2 separate regions of the Hordeum vulgare genome follow, and region 2 is linked to region 1. The links are chromatin contacts, called in public Hi-C maps. All regions are on one chromosome and are shown on one strand. The core of a region is the stretch at or near the end of the contact, and the rest is flanking DNA. Distances in the headings are between cores, read along the strand shown. Region 1 holds the start of LOC123401805 (multiple organellar RNA editing factor 3, mitochondrial-like). Region 2 holds the start of LOC123402224 (cyclin-D3-1-like).

The links. Hi-C and Micro-C count contacts between places; a contact is called where the count stands out from the background.
Region 2: a Hi-C map of seedling shows a contact between it and region 1, with 3 times the contacts expected there. The contact joins the promoter of LOC123402224 here to the promoter of LOC123401805 in region 1. A contact is called at or near these places in 5 of 6 Hi-C or Micro-C datasets (leaf, seedling and an unstated tissue) and 1 of 1 datasets of contacts at active chromatin or transcription factors (embryo).

What each region holds. Positions count from the first base shown.
Region 1 is chr6H:513,236,443-513,239,758 of MorexV3_pseudomolecules_assembly, reverse strand. It overlaps LOC123401805 (multiple organellar RNA editing factor 3, mitochondrial-like), which reads left to right and starts at 1,543. Exons shown (of 4, transcript XM_045095655.1): 1 at 1,543-1,941. The coding sequence starts at 1,583.
Region 2 is chr6H:513,644,586-513,647,901 of MorexV3_pseudomolecules_assembly, reverse strand. LOC123402224 (cyclin-D3-1-like) reads right to left here and starts at 1,813. Exons shown (of 6, transcript XM_045096118.1): 1 at 1,125-1,813; 2 at 832-918; 3 at 626-724; 4 at 300-501; 5 at 1. The coding sequence starts at 1,445.

The sequences.
Region 1 (3,316 bases), core at 294-2,793:
TCATACACATTTAACATTTTCAAATACATAATTAACATTAAAAATATATTTGATGATTATTATTTTCATACACATTGTACATTTGTGGTATATACTTCCTCCATTCTTAAATATAAGTCTTTTAAAAAGTTTCACTAGGAGACTACATACGGATGTAAATAGACATACTTTAGAGTATATTTTGCTCCGTATGTGGTCCCTATTTAGGAATGGAGAGAGTATAAGAAAAAATAATAAACATGTTTAACCTTTTTTAAATATATGAGTAACATTTTTAATACACAATCAAGATTTTTTTTAAATGCCTTTTACATTAAACTTTTTAAATACATATTCTACATTTTTCATACAAATTCGAAATATATCTTTTTGTACACATTTAATTTTCTAGAAATACTACATGATTATTAATATTTTCATTTTTTTTGTCTTTGGTGACTACATTTTCAGACATATTGTACATTTTTTGTATATACCAGGAACATTTTTCTATACACGGATAAAGTTTTTGCAATATATGATTAACATTTTTCTTATACACGATCAACACTTTGTAAAATTATGTTTTACGTTTAATTTTTAATACATGTTCTATATTTTTTGTATACACAGGAATATTTTTTGTACACATTTAAATTTTTTAGAGAGATGATTAGTTTTTTTTAAATGCTTGATTAATATTATTTTAAATCCAGGACAAAAAAATTCACACAATGTATTTTTTGTATATATTTTTAGTATACATTAGAAACACTTTTATCCACGCAATTAACATTTTACAAATGCTTTGTTTTCATTTTTTTCAAAACAAATGTAATTTTTTTTGTTATATACATTTTGAGATATTTGGAAGTATAAGAAAAATTATGAAAGAAAAGCAAACAACAGCAAAAAAACATGAAAATAAAAACAAGATGTTGCCACCCGCGAGCTGGGCGGTCTAGTCTCGCGCTCGATATAGTGAGCTTATCCTAGGTCTTGTGTCATGCGAGACATAGTAGCCCCCTAAATTTAAACCAAACATTCAAAATTTATTTCACGTGTAACAATCCCTGCTAGGTTGGCCCACATGGATTAGGAGGCCACGACCTCGGCCAATCTACGTGGATTAAGCCCAGACCCTTTTTAAAAGAACACCACACTTTACTTATCAAATAAGTTTACTGGGATACATAGGTGATCCATGGATCATTAAACCACATCTAGCGATCTTACAGAGTGTAATGACAATCTAGCTAGTCTGTGTGTCTTATCACTGCTTGCGCGGTACTCATTGACAAATACTCACTCCGTCTTAAAATTCTTGTTTTAGGTTTGTTGAGAAATTGATGTATCTAAATATTAAAACTTGACTAGATACATTTATATATATATACAAATCTAAGACAAGGAATTTTGAGACGGAGGGCAAATTCACAACTCTGGAGTTGCCTCTGGGCCCGAACTAAACACGGCTAGGGACTCTGGGCCTGAGCCCAGACACATCGGTCTCGCGCACCAGCATAGCCTGCGCCGGCAAGTGCAAGCCCCTAAAAAAAATAGTGCAAACCCTCCTATTCCGACCTTCCCAAATTCCCCAACCATGGCGGCTGTAGCTGTTACACGCCGCAGGCTCTCGGCGCTCCTCCTCTCCCCCCGTGCGATACCCCGTCGCTTCCTCCTCCTCGCCGGCGCCGCTGCCTCCGCGTCCTCCGCCCACCCCTCTCCGTGGGCGCCGCCGTCGCGAGGGGCGAAGACGGCGTTGCCGGGAAGGCCCGGCCATTCTCCGCTTAACGACCCGTCCCCGAACTGGAGCAACCGGCCGCCCAAGGAGACCATCCTGCTGGATGGCTGCGACTACGAGCACTGGCTCATAGTCATGGAGTTCCCCGCCGACCCAAAGCCCTCCGAGGAAGATATGGTGGCCGCCTACGTCAAGACCCTCACCGCCGTGCTCGGAAGGTATGCGCACTTCTCTGGTTCTGCTATTCATCAGTCTGCGTTTATTTAGATTCTTCGAAAGCATTCTGTATGTCCGGGAACACCGGCCTTGTCCTTGCTGCTTGGTGTGATTTCATCTTCAGGCATATCCGTTCTTTTACGACTAGGGCGGATCATTCATAGTCCCAATCAGTATTAGAGAAACTTTAGTAGAGTCAGCTATATCCCCGGTCATGTATGGGATATGGAGGCCGTGCCAGCGACCGCTGTGCGCAAACACAGAGTTGCCATAATGCGGCCTTCATATCTTTTCTTTTCTGTTCTTTTGTTGCATCAACTCAAAAATCCACACACTCAATTTGAGGTACTAAAACACTAATTTGTGATAACATTGCATTACAAAGTGGTTAAGTAGAAGTAGAAAAGTTGATTGGCGACATTTATTTACTATGTCTTGGAGAAGCACTAGTTGCTCCCCACCGCGACTATGGTGAATGCAGTGCAAGCACACATGCATATGTGACGAGTCGACTGGTCCTCTACGCACGACGGTGTGACGGTCCAGCGACCACGTCTTCGTCCCATTCCTGCCGGCGGTAGTCAAGGTCGGAGACAGATTTTTCAAGACGGGCAAGCCCCAATGTGGTGCGGCTTGTCTCGATGAATGACACCATGTTCATATCGATTGTGTGCCATCTGATGCGCTCCCTCTCAGCCGCCGAGTCCATTTGTTGATCCTTGTAATGGAGCCGGATGGCACGGTCTCTCTTCGCCCGCAACGCCTTCCCAACGCCGGTATGCTTGAAGATTTCTCCGGGGCGGATGGCTGAGGCGTGGGCGGCGTAGCGCTCATCCAGTGCCTCCTTAACAGAGAGGCGGCAGGGAGCACGTGGTGCCCGGTATGAGCTGCGTGGGCGAGCCCTCGCGTGCTCATATGGGATTTGCACTTAGTCGTGTTGGATATCCCAAACAACGCAATGTGTTTTGGGATTTCAGTCCGACCACTCCTCCTGCGCGGGATCCTACAACGCGGCATCCTGCTCCATGGCCTCCTCCATCGCCTTGCAGCAATGCCACTCCTGCTCCTCGGCGATGAGGTCAGCCTTCTCCGACGCTTCCTCCTCATCAAAGATCCACTCCTCCTCCGAGAGCGAGACCCAGTTTCACCCAGGGAAGCGGCATAGTTTCACCCGGGGAAGCGGCATGGTGCAAGGAGAAAGAAAGTGGCTACAGGCAGCGGTGTTGGAAGTGGAGGTTGTGAGCTATCCGGCCATGGGACGACCTTTTTATAGCCGTGGGCGGCGGGCAGCGAGAAAATGCGGTGGGAGTGTCCATAGGCAGTTGGCACACGACAACCGCCATTAATTGTCACGCTTCCCGTTGCCATGGGTGAAAG
Region 2 (3,316 bases), core at 564-3,063, 410 kb before region 1:
CCTGCAATCCAGATTCTCAAACTTTAGGAACTGATCACCGCCAAATTATACACATTGATTGATGAATGCTAAAAATGAGGTATGATTTAACACATTGATCGATGAATGCTAAAAAAGAGGTCTGATTTAACACATTGATTGATGAATGCTAAAAATGAGATCTGATTTAACACATTGATCGATGAATACTAAAAAGGATATCTGATTTAACACATTGATCGATGAATACTAAAAAAGAGATTTGATTTACCACATTGATCGATGAATGTTAAAAAAGAGGTCTGATTTAACTCTCATACCTTTAGCTGTGCTCAGGATGAGGTCGGTCGAGCGGGAGAATGCGAGCATGGAGGGTGCGTCGTGATCATTGAATTTGCGAAGGAAGTAGTCAATAAATGAGCAAGCAGTAACAGCTTGCATCCTCCATTTTAAGGTGCTGAGCACCAAAAGCTCCATCCTTTTTATGGTCCTTCCCTCAAATGCGGAATTCGCCTCAACCACCTGTCAAGCGAAAATCGTCGATTAATTGAGATGAAACTGAAAGAAAGAGCCTTTCAACGATGTGCGTATGCGGAGGTCTGTCATGAGATGGGATGAGATGAGATGAGATGCATCACTCACTGACCTGCAGGTCGACGGGGAGCGGCATATAGGTCTCCTCCATCTTTGAAGCGAGGGACAAGCAAGCCACTGCCAAGAGCTGTGTCACCCAAGCTTTGCCTTCCTGCCATGAGAAACCAATTCCTCCATGATTCCAACAACTTTACGGGATTTTAGCAGGGTTTGCTTCAGTTGCTACTGAGATGATGATGGTGATGAGTCAAGACTTACAGGAAGGGGGTAGACGGAGAGGAACCTATCAAGGTAGTTGACAGACAAGACCGCAGTCAACGGCGCGAAATTGAAATGCTCAATGACCTATGAGCAGAGAATTTGCAGATTCAATCAGCAATCACATCGGGACGGCATCATCGGGCATCAATCCAAGGACAAATCGCCACTAGAACGGGTAAAAAAAAAGGCATCTTTACACGAATCCGGGCCATCGCATCTCGGCACCGCGCCATCGACACAAGTAAACGACGGTTCGAATCGAATCGAGATGCCGGGGGGTGTGGGCTCACCTTCCAAATCCAATCTATGGCGTCCCTCCTGACGGCGGCCAAATCCAGGGCCCCGGGCCGGGGCAGCAGCATCTGGGGGTACCCGTCGGCGGGCATGTGGTCCTTCTCCGTCTCGACGAGCGCCGCCACGCACTCATCGGACTGCACGGGGTGGTCCGCCGGGAACCCCTCCGCCGCGGCGGCGGCGGCGACGCGCGGAGGGGTGGCGGCCGCCGCCGCCCAGGAGCAGTCGTCCTCGTCGTCGTCGAGGCAGAGGATGGCGGCGTTGTCCTCGGCGCAGAGCAGGACGGAGGCGGCGCAGTCGTAGCCGGACGGAACCATGCTGACTCCGCCTACAACCTCCCGAGAATGGCAGCGGCAGGAATGCTTGCTGGGTTAATGAGCAATCAATAAAACCGATGCCAACTGATTTATCTATCTATCTATCTACTATCCCCCGCCGTATCCCTCTTCTCTTGCTGCGAATTTACTTCTTCCCTCGCCCGATTGTTCCTCCTCCTCCTCCCCCTTCCAATCTCCCGGTTCTTGATTCGTCAAAGAGATAAACGAAAAGGATAACTAATTTTTTATTCCTTTTTTCTGCCTGCTGCGTGCTTCTTCTCGAGTGGAGATGAGATGAGAGGGGAGGAGGAGGAGGAGGGAGGGGAGGGGGAGGAGAGCCGGAGCCTGCCTACCCACTGTAGAAGCGGGGTGCGAGAGTGGGGGAGAAGGGCGAGGGTTTTGGCTTTGTAGGGCGCCGGGGGGGCGGGGGGAGGCGGACGCTATTTCGGGGGCGACGCAGGGGGCCGGGCGCAAAACCGCCTGCGACTTCCTGGGGGAGTTGTTTTGTTTTTGGCATTTTCCTGGGAGCGCGGATCCTTTGCGGCCACGACACCAGCTCGGATTTCGCGTGCGCCCGCGTCCATCCCGTGTGTCTGTTTCCCTTTCTTTTCTTTTCTTTCCCTTTCTTTTCTTTTCTGCTCTGTTTCTAGACTGGCCTCCGGTGTAGGTTAGCGATTTGGTGAATGCGGCGATGCGTGTTTCTTGGCTTGTTTATTTGCTTTTACAAAAACACAAACATGGGAAGAAACACCGTGTAATTTTGCAAGTAATTTCGGAGATCTTTCCTTGTATACGTATGGAGAATATCTGGTGATTGTGCTCTTACGGTTCCTCTCCTGCTCCTTGTAATAAATGGATACATACAAGCGGTGGCCGGAAATTTGGCAAGATTTGGGTGCCAAAATTAGCCTGTGCTCTTTCTTTTAGAAAGAAAAAAATGATGGTCCTTAAATCGCCGCAAAATTAATTTCACGACGGATCCTTCCTTGAGAAACGACACTGCGAACCAACGTTGCGCACGTCACGACACGTGATGAGGCGCGTCGGTGGACGCGAGATGGTAGGAGTCGCGCTCCTCTTGGATTTCTTCCCTTGGCCGCATCGGACGGTGCGGCGACTATGAGTACGGCGGGTGACGACCTCTTTCTTGGAGGCATTCTTCACCTTTCCAACGGACGTCGAAAAAGGTCGGAACCGACGCTTTCATTGGTCTGATGAGCTCGGTCATTCAGAACATTGTGCGCATAGAGTGACGTCAAAACGAACGCAATACAAAAACAATTTTTTTTGGGTGAGATGTTTCTTCCCGTCGTTTCTTCTCTCTTCTCTTGTTTCCCTTCGGAATCGTAGGGCGGTCTGGGTAACCCTGGCTCCTCTCCCTCTCGTCTCATGTGGTTTCCATTGTGCGGGTTGAAGTCGGGAGAGCGGCTTCTTCCTGATAAATAATAGGTCTAGGGAGTGTTGTGCAACTAGGGAGTGTGGCACTATGACGGTCTCGAGCTCCCCACTGGCATGTGCAGGTATCAAGCAGTGATCATCGGTGTGTTTCACTTCTCACCTTTCATGGCGAGCCTTTGGGAAGGGAGTGGATCCGTCGAGGGCTCCCCCGGTAAGTCTTGTGGTTCACTGGATCGAGTTGAGGAAGGTGTTGCTCTTTTTCCTTGTGTCGTCATGGTGATGAGAAGGTTTTTGGTGGTCCCTGCTTGCTTGGCTATCTTTTATGCCATTGGATCTTGTCGAAACTACCTCCAGTGAAGGTATTAGAGCAGAAGGTACAACTGCTCCATCTTGAGTTTATTCCAGTGTATTCATCGATGAGCAATTTTTGGTGGTTCCTCGCGGTTGGTTATTGGCCTTGCCGCTCAATCACT